Regions from separate parts of the Gossypium raimondii genome. Here region 1 is linked to region 2. Evidence: chromatin contacts called from public Hi-C data. All regions are on one chromosome and are shown on one strand. Each heading gives the region's core, a stretch centred on a gene start, on an enhancer-like site or on the middle of the called end of the contact. The rest is flanking DNA. Distances are from core to core; before and after follow the strand shown.

Region 1 (6,260 bases), core at 1,579-4,078, 230 kb before region 2:
CATATATCAGTAAGACAGAACTATGCTGCAGTTCCTTATGTTAGTAAACCCCATAATTTAATTGAAAAAATCATTTCAATGTATGTTGGAAGGAGAAGATCTTTACAAATAAGTATTGTCATCCATATAGAGACGTACAACTGATAAGAATCAAATAATGCAGTTATGTAGTTTTAAATTTGGCTTTGATATTTAAGGAGAACAGGATGCGAAAATGCTTCTAAAGTTTTGGCCTCTCTAAAAGAGATTATAGAGAAAATGGTGTAAGGAATCAAAAGAGAGGAAAAAGAATGTTCTCTTGATGATGTAGTTAAATAGGAATGAACTCTGTTTTTAGATCTTACACCTGTCCCAGAAGATTTCTTTTGTCAAAAAAGTCCATTTAATTTTTTGGTTCCCAGAACTAATTCCATTAAGAAGTTACACCAGAAGGGTTGACCATTAATAGTTAATGATTCTTCCCTACTGCATACTTCTTAGCACATTAGTACTGCAGAGGATTGATAGATGTGTTCTTCTGGTAAACATTTACACAATAACCACCTAGAGGTGGAGTATATTGTATAACTAAAGGTTAGAAGAGGCAAAGTCCTAATTCATTGAAATTGGATATTCAAAATACAATGCCAAATCAGGGAGTTCCTCAGTCTACAAGTACACCTCAAGAATGTGTGTGCAAGTGTGTGAGAGAGAGAGAGAAAGAGAGGAGTTATGAGTTATGACACCATTACTTGTCTATTTTCATTTCCTTTGCTTTCATTACTTGTTCCAAGAATGACAGCACAGAATTCCGATCAGTCCCAGGATTCTTCTTTCCCTGTAGAAAGCAGTGGAACAAATACTCAATAGCTCGTAAAATTTGAAGGAGATTATTCATGATATAGAGATTTCTAGCAGATTCATGTTGCCTACTATAGCGTCAATCAATAATTGCAAGAATTTTCAGCTAACATTACAAATTTACTGAAAGGGAGGGCTCTAATTATTTGTTTGACTAAGTGTATAAACTTAGTTCAGCTCACACACAAGAAATGAAACTGAGATGGATACGCCAAATATTACCAAGCCAATTAAAAGTACGTTCTGAGCAAAAAAAGGAATTGACAGCGTGACCAATAGTTCATTGCTCTAATTAATAAAACATATCTTGATAGTTGAACTCTCATCCTATCACTTGATTTTACACCTAAAAGCAAGTAAATTCTCACCCAGCCAAATGAAAAAGGCAGATTGTTTCCGGTACCCAGAGGAACTGTAGCAATTGGAGGTGGATGTGGCAATTTAAGATCACAAACAACCCCCAGAAGCCAGCCAGCTGTCCCATCACCACCAGCAACCTAAATATCAATCTAGATGTAAGGAATAAATAACAAAATAAAATAACAATATTTGAATTAAAAATAGCTGCAGTGATGGTCGCTGTTATTTATAGCCGCCTGAAAAAAAATATAGACCTGTAAGATTTTACAGTATCAGGCTCGACTTACAATTATTCTTAATCTCTCATGAATCTTCGTGGCAAATTCATCTTTTTCTTGTTTCAGCTTTTCTAGTCTGGTGTAAACTCTGCGAAGCACCTTATCAGGGGCCTCTTCCCCCACATCGAAAATCTGAAATTAATCACACTAAGATTAGACATAAATCAAATATTTCCAACATGCATTCTGAAAGAGTAATGGTACCTGATGCTCATTGAGGACACTTCTATATGTATTAAGAAGATCACCACCCAATTGACCACCACTTTTGGAGTTGATAAACACAAGCACTGGAAACTCAGGTACATCACGAAGATCAGAAAATTTTGTTTCATCATTAAATATATACGCAGGAATGTAGAATTCCTTCAAAAAGTCAGAGTCCGACTTAGATTCTGCCATTGTTGCCAACTGTATTATGAAAATGACCACTGATCATCAAAACCAAGGTACCACAGAAAATTACCGCGGATAAAAACAAATATTTGAAAAACATAATATACAAGAACTTTAAAAGTAGACCAAGATGAACCAAGAAAAAGATTGATTATAAGTAATAGAGCTATAAAGTTTCTTATGTTAAGTCCCTGCAGTAATTATTTCCAGCAGCTCATTCACTCAACAATAACAACAACAAAGCGATTTATAATACCATATCGGCTTACTTGTAAATTATACCACGAGCAATTTATCCATAACAAAAGGATAAGAAGAAAAAAAAAGGGTTCAAAACAGAAAGAAAAGTCAACTCGCTTTAGATCATCATTCAAAACAGTAAAAGGATTTACGTTATGATATATGATTCGGATTCAGGCATTTTAACAAACACATGAAACGTAAAACAACAAAGATTCAAGGAAAATGAACTCAACCGAATTTGGTTACTGTTGAACTGAAGCTTAGAAAGGCTTTCTCCCAGTTGCAGAATTGAGAATTACAACACCAAACAAAGAGTGAAAAGATAGATTCGATAAGCTTTGCTGAATTTGAAACAAGGAAATGAGGAGAGATCGGTGTGATTAGAAGCTGAATTTTGATTGAGAGAAGAAGAAGCGAGATTTATGGGTTACCTGGAAAATGAATCAGCAGAGATCTGATTTCGTAGCGTACTTCCTTTCTTAATCTAAAGTGTAGACAAATGCGAAGAACAGTGGACGTTAAGGAAACGGAAGGAAATTTCAAGGGATCTTCAAGATTTGGAAGGGCTAAGCGTTAAAACGTGTGGTGGAGGGAAAGTAAAAAGGAAATGAATCTTCTTCTGTCGTTGCCAAGCAGCCCCTATGATTCTTCGTTGAAGTAAAAACTTCGATAACCCATGCCGACGACAGATTGCACTTGGCAAAAATTTTTTGGTAGGGTCTACCATGCTTGATCCAATGATTCCCTTTTAGAAAAATACTTTCCCTTTTAGCATCATTTTCTATTTAGTCCTAATGATTAATTTGGTTTTTAACCATTATATCTTCTTCTTCTTTTAATTTAACTCTCAATTGCTTAAAAATGGTGGAATTTAATCTTCAATTTTTCAAAAAAATTATTAGGTTAAATTTTTAAATATGAAAATTCAGGTATACTTTATATTAATGTTTTTGAATTTTTATATACTTTTCAAATTATTAATTTTTATAATTTTTAAATTATTTATTGGCATTAAATATTAATAAAAATAATACCATATCAGTATGAAGTACATGTAAACATGCTAATATCATTAAAAATTAATACTTTGTCAATATTTCTGTAAATAAAATGATTTGACTTTTTTAAAGTTAATGACTAAATTTAACTAAAAAATAAGGGTTAAATTAACAAAAATGTAAATGTTAAAAGATATATTTGTTTTCAAACAAGCTTTTAAATTATGAAAAACATAAAATATCCACACATAATAATTCAATCATGTTGCTTGTTAAGGGGGAATTAGCTCTTTTATTGGTAGTGTTTTTATCCACTAAGACCTTTTAAAGGCTTGGCTTCAAATCTCATCAAGGTCAAAATGATAAAATATTTTCTTAATGGGTCTTAGGCTCTCCCGATAAATTTTATGAACCCTTTTGGGCTCTTCTTGGAGGAGACAAAATTTTAGGACTAAAATCGAATATAAATACCCTGAAAACAATATCTCAACTGTTTAAAGCCCGAATCAACATCTTAAAGAACAACACTTCAAAACTTCTGATAAAAAAGTGGACACTAACCGTAGTTTGAAATCTATATGTATAAATATATATATATATATATTGTTCTTTTACTTATTTTACATTCTTTAAAAAAAAAACTCTTCATGCCTTACATCTATAATTACTTATAGTTCATCCCCAACTCTTAAATAGGAGGACAATACGTTTCAATGTATTCAAATCCATAACCTCTTGCACCGATAATAATACCAATACTAATCGAACTAAAAGTCAATCGAAAATTATAAAAACATTATTACTACTGAGTAGTTTTTTAAATTACTATGGATGCATTATACTTTCGAATAATAATTATAATGTCTAAAAATAATAAAATATTTCAGAATCCATTATATTTTAGTAAATAGAGATATTTTGAGTCATTTAAATAAAATATAATAAAATATAATCGTAAAAGGTTTTTTAAAGGTAAATTTAAAAGTTAAATAATGAAAATATTTTAAGTAAATTATAAAGTGTGAGAATTTGATATATATATATATATATTTTTTTTTTTAATTTTACAAACAATTTTAAAAAGTGATATTTATTTTTTAATATTTTACTATTGTACCAAATAATTTCTCTATTATAAATTATATTATTACATTACAATCAATTGTTTTTAACAAACATTTTAATTAAAGGAAGTTATTTGGTATACTGTTATTATTAGTGTATTAGGGATTGACAAGTGTCTTATAGAAGTATAATAAAATATTAAAAAAACACATTGTATTATTTTTACAGTTGCTTGTAAAATAAAAAAGTACACTACTATACTAAATACAAACCCTTTAATTAATTGTTTTTATTGTTATTTAATGTCAAATAAATTCATTATGCGCAATTATTTATGTTTTGGTGGTTACAGTTTTCCATTATGCATATATATCGTTTTTTTATAGTAATTTCTTTTCGTGCTTTTCTTAAAAAATTAAAGAAAAATGTTCAAAATTTAACTATTTTTAAAATATTAATTCGTATCAGTTAAATTATTTTGATAGTTATGTTATAATTTTAGTTAGTATATAAAATATTTTAATGTCCATCCTTTTAGAATACATAGGGATATTTAATTGAAAAATAAATCATATTTTGTAATTATTTATGTAAATGCTTATTACTTAGCTTTAGAATTAATGAAAAAATAATTAAGTCATAAAAGGAATTTAGTTATTAAAAAAAATCACATATTCCTAATATATAAATAAAGGCAAGAAATAACTCTAAAAATAAATTTGAATAAATAGAGTATCAAATACAAAAACTTGCATTTCCTTAAACAACCCTAATCATCCTCACCCTTCCTTCTTTTACAAACACCGCAATTAAGCAAATTATTGAGTCATAATTCCTATCCTACAAGGTGCACATGACTCACCCTCATTACAATCAAAACTACAAAGCAAGAGCAATTATTATTATGATTCCGCCAAATTGGAGTAACAAAACTGAAACTCTATACAGTACAGATTAAGAGAGCAAAATTAATTAACCTGGTTTGGTTTGAAACGAGACTTCCTTCTACATCTTCCATGTCCTCCACTGCTGTTTTCATTCTGATGATTTCGGCGTGAAAGAGGGGAATTTCCCATTACCTGCGAAAAACAAGGCTGGCTTAAGTCCGATCCGAAGTTGCTGTTTCAACAAGGATGGTGTTTACTTTATGGTTACGCCCTCCCTCACGTCGGAGCTTACTTGGTTTATACAGATTTAGCATTTTAATATTGATTTAGGTCTTTTATTATAACATTTCTTTTTTCTACCAATATAAATAAAATATTCTTAAATCAAATATGGAAACTTTTATCGTACTTCGAGTTCCTTACTTTGATGATTCAACTTAAAAGGGACAAAAACATGGCATAAAATCATGATATTTTTAACTTGTTAAAAATTACCATGTTTTCCACGTAAGCAGAATCTTATAAAATTCAAAATAAATAATATTAGTATTTGGTATCTTGATAGTGTATTTTTATTCTACAAGTAATCTTAAAATTTACCATGTATATCTTTTCTGTAATGACAAAGCCGAAAAATATTTTTAGTGTGCCTGGATTAAATTGTATATTTTACAATAATATAAATGTAATTTTATCATTTTAATAGCCTATATCTTTATAACTTTTAAATGATTAAATTATTTTTTTATCATTTTAGGGGTCAGTGCAATTTTACCATTACCAATTTAAAATATTATAAATTATAAAGGAGCTTAAATGAAAAATTTTCTATTTTAGGGGAGGCTAGGGCCAATAGGGATGAGCAAAACTCGATTCGATTTGAAAAATCGAAAAAAACTTCGAATTTCAAGTTAATTGAATCGAATTATTCGAGTCAACTTAAATAAGTAATTCGAGTTCAAGATGAGTTGAATTTTACAAGTCAAATAACTCGAATAACAAACTGGTATAAATATCCCTTTAGTCCCTTTCAATTTTGAAAATGAGTAAACTGATCTCAACAAAATTTACAAATAAAAAAAGCCAAAATAAATTTCAAATTCAAAATATTTATAAAATTCTATATTTTATTTTTTAAAATTATAAAAATTTTAAAAATAAAAATATATAAAAAAGTTAAAATTTTGAAAAAT
Region 2 (6,314 bases), core at 2,575-5,074:
TCAATAACATCCAAATGATAGTTATTAATATCATGATTTAAATAAATAAATAACTTCATAACTCAAATTAAATATATGTCATAAAAAAGAAAGAATGCTTTTGTACTAAAAATTTCACTGACAAATTGGATGGAACAAATTAAATTTCAATTCTCCAAATTTATTGTCTATTTATAATGCACCAACAGGTGCCTAAATGACTCTTTAAAACGATATCACTTTTCAAGTTGCAGTCTTTTTTTTTATTCCAGGAAATCATTTCAACCCAACATTTTGAAAGTAATCATTGGATTCAATAACACAACTTTTTGGTTTGGGAAAGCTCTCTCGAATGGTCATAATGCTTCTATTGGATAGAAGATTGTTCAACTAATATTAGAATAATGTCATCACCATTCAAACTAAAAGTATTATTTCGATCCATTAATAGATCTTTTCCCAACCGTGCATTTTCATTCCATCCATCTTTCTTCTTTCTAGCATGATATATAATATATATTATATAATTTTATGCCAATAATAATCATGCATCTTAAAAGGTCATGCATACAATGAACTAGCATTTGATTATTTTTTTCAAGTAATTGATGCAAGAGACAACCACATCTTTTGCATAATGAAATTCAATAAACACATAACACTTGAAATCTAAATCATGCAATAAGAGTAAAACAATAAATTTGATATACCTTTTCTTGCGATAAAGATTTCTTCTAAATCAAAATTTCACAAAATCACTAACCTTGATGCAATCACAATTGCCAATATCCATCCTTATAGTACCATATTTGTAGTGGCATGTGAATGCGCGGTGAACAGACAAGCCTTCTTTAATTTATCATAAATTGCAAAATTAGAACCTTAAAATTGTTGGTGTGGGGACAAAAATAAATTTATGAGAAATTAACGAAAGCTTCAACGGTGGGAATAAAAATGAATATATGATAAATTAACGAAGGCTTCAATTTAAGGTTCTATTCACCCTACCTATATTATGGCGTGCAAAAGATTTACTGGTAAATGAACCTCGAGGATATAACGAGCCCAATTGTTGTTTACGTTTTGCACTAATAGAAATAGTCTACTAAACACATAGTGGAGCATAGCAAGGATATTAATTTCTATAAAGAATTTCAGCAATAATTCTGTATAGAAAAATCTAGGAATATAAAATATGATGGAAGAATAGAAAGAAACTTTGTTTCTATGTTTTTTGGTGTATCATACAAATGAAATTTCACTCCTATTTATAGGATGCTTCGTGTCTCTTCATAGGGACATAACTACCCAATTGGATAGTCGTATATTTTGCAATAAACACAATTATTCAAGGAAATATCTATTGAATAATTATGACTATTTGTTAATAATCAAGTGACATAACTTTTAGATTTAAGAGACATAATTCATCACTGGAAATAGTGAAAACTTTTGGTTAATAACCATGTGACATGAGTTTTAGCTACTTATAACTTTTCATTTGCAACTATTGCAACACTATATATATTTGAAAATGTTCCAACACCAAGGAAAACAAACCGAAGCAAACATAGTAAGAGTAATTGAAACACAGTGAGTTAACTGCAGAATTTCATGTTTAGAGCGACTAAAATTTGTATATGTTTCTAATCATAATAATAAGTGTTATAACATGCTATGGATATATGGCGCCAGAATATGTATTAGATGGACTTTTCTCAGTAAAATCTAATGTTTTTAGCTTTGGCATAATGATGCACTTAGCGGAAAAAAGAAACATGAGATTCTATCAGGTGGAAGATGATGCCCCAAGCCTAGTTGGTTATGTAAGTAGAGATTATTTAAAAAAGTACTAGTTTCCTTATCCCTATGTCACTGCCAAAGCATTGCAATTTTGATTATTTAGTTTTAGGGATGGAGACTGTGGAAAGAAGGCAGGGCATACGAGAGAGTAGGGTCAAGTTGTAATGGAACCGAATTTATGACGTGTGTCAATGTTGGGATATATTATGCATGCAGGAAGATCTCAGTGAGCGATCCACCATGGGGGATGTTGTTTTAATACTTGGTGGTATCCAAGGTTCAACGCTTCCCATACCTAAACAACCAGCCTGCCTTACGAGGAGACCCCTTTCTGTCGCAGCTTCGTCATATAGTAATGCAGAAATTAATGCTGAAATTACTTCTTTTATCAAAAAAGGTCGATAGTTTGTGAAGGCTCTTGTATTGTTTTCTTTTTCAAGGCCTAACTCTTTTAAAAATTAAGATAAAATTTCTCCCCAAGCCTATTTTCTAAATCTCACATTCTTGTTCGAACCATTTAAAATAATAGACGAGGGTTTAGGCCTAGAGAAATAAGCCAACCTTTGGATAAGTTTGTTGTATATTTTCAGTGAGATACTTCCCAATTGGATTTGGACATCTTCTTCGAAGAAGGTGAAATGAGCTCATACGTTTTCGTATCTTTGCAAAATAAGCGTGAGTTTAAGAGGCATCTCTTATGCTTATGGTAAATATAGGTAGATTTCACTTAAAGAATAAGATGAATGAGAGAGAAAAGGCCCTTAAGGGTAAATTGCCTACGAATTCCTTCAATCCAAAGGTTTCTCATCATTTGTTCCTGTTTGTAGAGTGGCTTCACATAATGGGCTGGTTTGTATTAGGCTAGTGTTATTTTCTGAAAAATAAACATAGATAGAAATTGTTCAAGTGAAATGAATTGACTGCATTTTTTTTTTTTTTGGTATTGGTTCAACAATTTGATAAATTAATAAAACTTTTCAATTTAGAATTGATTGGAGGGTGAGAAAGTTAGGGAAATTTTTGAGTTTTTGATGGAAGGAAAAAAGTAAAGAGGGAAAATAAAATAAAGTAATAAAAACAAAAAGATAAAGAGGCACATGAGGACGTCATATGGTGGAGCGTAATTACCCAGCGTTGTCATGCTAGTAAAAATTTAATATTGTTAGTCTCATGTACTAATATAGTGGACGAAAAGAAAATTTGGATATCAATTTAAAAAAAAAAACCATAAATACTAATCTAAAAAAAGTAGATAAGTTTGAATACAAATTTTATATTTAACCCAAAATAAAATTCATAAACAATTTAAAATTTTGAGCCAACTTTTGAGGATGTGTGGTGGTATTAAAAAATATTGTATTAAATAGAAAAAAAAAACTCTAATGAAATATTAATTGAGTATTGTAGTACCCTATTGTCATGTATGAGTAATAAAAGGGTCGAAACAACATAAGACGATGTTAGAATCCAGCAGTTTTGAGCTGGTCTTCAAGCATCTCTTCCAGCAATAATCGGGACTCTTCCATCAACCCAGGGCTTAATCTGAACATCAACACACAAAATTCCATTTCACTGAGAGCCCCATCGCCGTCGAGATCACCTTCCCTTACCATGCTCGCCAGCTCATCGTCTCTCAAATCTTGCAACCCCAGCACGGCAGCGTTCCTCTTCAAGCTCGCCGCAGTGATCACCCCTGTCTCCTCGTCCATCAACAGCTTGAACCCATTACACAACTCCCTCATCAGCCCGTCTCCCCCCAGCTTCTCCGCCATCGCCGGCAATAAGTCCTCGAAATCTGGAGCCGTTTTACCAATCCCTGCCATCGAATCCTAATGACAATAGACGATGTTTTTCAAAGAAATTTAAAAGTTTGTATGAATGTTGAGATGCACTGGGGAATTTATAAATAGGAGGGAGAAGATGGATGAGGTAAGGAGGTTTTTTCTTGGAAAGGAGGGGGTCATGTTTTCCCTATGTATGACAGCAAAGGAACAAGAAATCTTTATGGCGGATCAGCTGATTCTTGTAGAGCTGGAAAATACAGCCCCTGTTTCGGAGAAGCTGTTGCCCCCGCTTTTTCTTTTTTATTAATGTTTGCCTTCTCTGCTTTTGACTTGGAGATACAATTACCCAACTTATATTTTTTATTTTATTAAATTCAAGTTTATTTTATTATAAGGTTATTTTTTAATCAAAAAATGAAAAATATAATAATTAGACTTAAATTTTGAAATATAAAAAATAGAAACTAAATTTTAACTTTATAGCCTATGGCATTTTTTAATCGAAATATGTCTATATTTTTTATTACTGACTTACTATTATAAATATTAAACTTGTCACATATAATTTATTGAAACAGGATTTGGAGTATCTAAAACGTCACCTTTACTATTAAACCAAAACTTGATTTGATGAACAGTGATAATCCATCACTACCACTTGATTCTATTTTTGAAATTGCTGTATGTTATGTGATTATTTTGTTTATTTAAGAAAATATCTTATAAAAAAATAATTGTAAAAAATTATGAGGTTGAATAGTAAGATTCAACAGGAGAAGCTAAAAAATAATTTGGTTACAACTTATCATGTAAAATTAGCAGTCGGTGGCTTCCTTTCCTTGACAAAATTGGGTGTTTTGTGAGATTTCATGGGCAATTTAAGGACTTTCTTCTTCAGAATAATTTGCGAGACAATGTACCAAAATTCATGAGAATCTTTCTTTTTTCCTTGCAAATTGCCTTTGTAATAATAGGGTAAATGGTTAATAACGCATTTAGTCATCAATACTTACATATTTATTCAATTTGGCCCTAATTCTAAATAATTCAATAAATTTAACTCTTCGCATTTACAAATTCTATCAATTTGATCCTTACACTTTCTAGCCAAAACTTTCAGAAAAGCTTTGACAACAAAGGCATTCTAAAACCCCAAAAAGAAAAAAAAGAACTTCTCCAACTGTGCAAATATAACATACTTTACGAGTTTTATTGAGAATTGAACTATACATGAATTTTAGTTTCTGGGTCATTTAAATTTCTACTTTTTCTTGTATTTAACGGTTACCCAATTTAATTCTTACCTCAAAAATAGGTTCTTTGCTGCTTGAAGAACTAAAAAAATAGAATTTTGGTTATTAATTGATTTTATTTTGTCTGCCAGATCATTCATAAAGAAGAATTGCAACTTTGATGTTAATTATTCTAGATTTTATTAAATTAATTAGTACCTATTGCTAGATTTTATTAAGTTTTTTTTTCTTTTGGGGTTTTACAAATTTATAGATGTGGAATGTCTCAAATCTAAAAGTGAAAGCTTCAGTTAGGAACTTTGAGGATCAAATTAATAGAATTTGTAAATGTGAAGGGTTAAATTATTAAATTATTTAGATTTAGGATCAACTTGATAGAATATGCAAGTATTACGGGCTAAATATGTTATTATACCAATTAAAAATATATTATGTCACTATTTCTATTATCAATTTAACAACGGGTGATTAAAATAAGAATGAATACAAAATTTTGAGAATCTAAACTGAAAATTTTCAAAGTTGAGTGAGTAAAACAACAACATATATATACCTAGTTCCACTAAAATATCCAATTCCTTAAGCACATCAAGAATGCATGTGAACAATTTAATATTCTTGATTTTCGTCAAATAGAGATGAAGAGAGAATATATATATATATATATATATATATATATATATAAAACAGTAGATGTATGAACATAAATTTAAAATTGGAATATAAAATATAAAGGTTATGGAGAGCTTGTCTTTCCTTACCCATACCCAACTTTCCTTTGAGCATCCCTTCATATTCCTTTCTTATTCTATTTTCTTTCCCGAGAAGGAACTACGCAGGCCACTAGGTTTGAAACAAAATTTGGTAGTCCTAGTCCATGTATTTGAGCGCTGTCCAGGTATAAACACACTCATAACATAAAACCTATAACTTGCCATGTAAGTAACATAATAATTCCCAAAGCAGCACTTGATGTATAAATATTAAAGTCAGAATCGAATGCTTTCACATTTCCCATAATTGAGGAAGTACTATCGAAGCTTATGTGAAGACGTAATAACATTCAATTTTTTTATTAAAGGTTTAGGCAAGCGAATGATGATTCTCCTTCGAGGAAGGAAGAGCCCAAGACAAGAAAAATTGGCTTTCAAATGTACGAAATTGTATCATCAATACTCAACCCATGTAAGCTAATTTATACCTATATTCAACATATGCGATTGAATTTTAAAACATAGCATCCATTGAGTATAATTTGTTTAAAGGGTTAAGATGGTAGGAGAGAATCTTTATATTGTCCAATTTGCAAATTTAGAAGTTAGAGATTGGGTTTTGGAGCATGGACCATGGCTTCGTAGAGATGGATTATTAGATGTTGAACTAACCAGATGGATAGAAGGAGGAAATGGAAGTTTGAAATACTCTGATAATATGAATTCTGATGCACTTGATTGAATGAATAATGAAACCTTTATATAGGCTGAATTACAACTGA

What was found. Hi-C and Micro-C count contacts between places; a contact is called where the count stands out from the background.
Region 1: a contact with region 2 is called in a Hi-C map of leaf, with 1.8 times the contacts expected there. The contact joins the promoter of LOC105783246 here to the promoter of LOC105784503 in region 2. A contact is called at or near these places in 2 of 2 Hi-C or Micro-C datasets (both in leaf).

What each region holds. Positions count from the first base shown.
Region 1 is chr13:8,774,726-8,780,985 of ASM2569854v1, reverse strand. It overlaps LOC105783246 (diacylglycerol kinase 5), which reads right to left and starts at 2,828. Exons shown (of 13, transcript XM_012608582.2): 1 at 2,549-2,828; 2 at 1,683-1,889; 3 at 1,488-1,610; 4 at 1,209-1,337; 5 at 732-817. The coding sequence starts at 1,880.
Region 2 is chr13:8,541,580-8,547,893 of ASM2569854v1, reverse strand. It overlaps LOC105784503 (calcium-binding protein KRP1), which reads right to left and starts at 3,824. Exons shown (of 1, transcript XM_012610402.2): 1 at 3,122-3,824. The coding sequence starts at 3,605. The coding sequence ends at 3,243.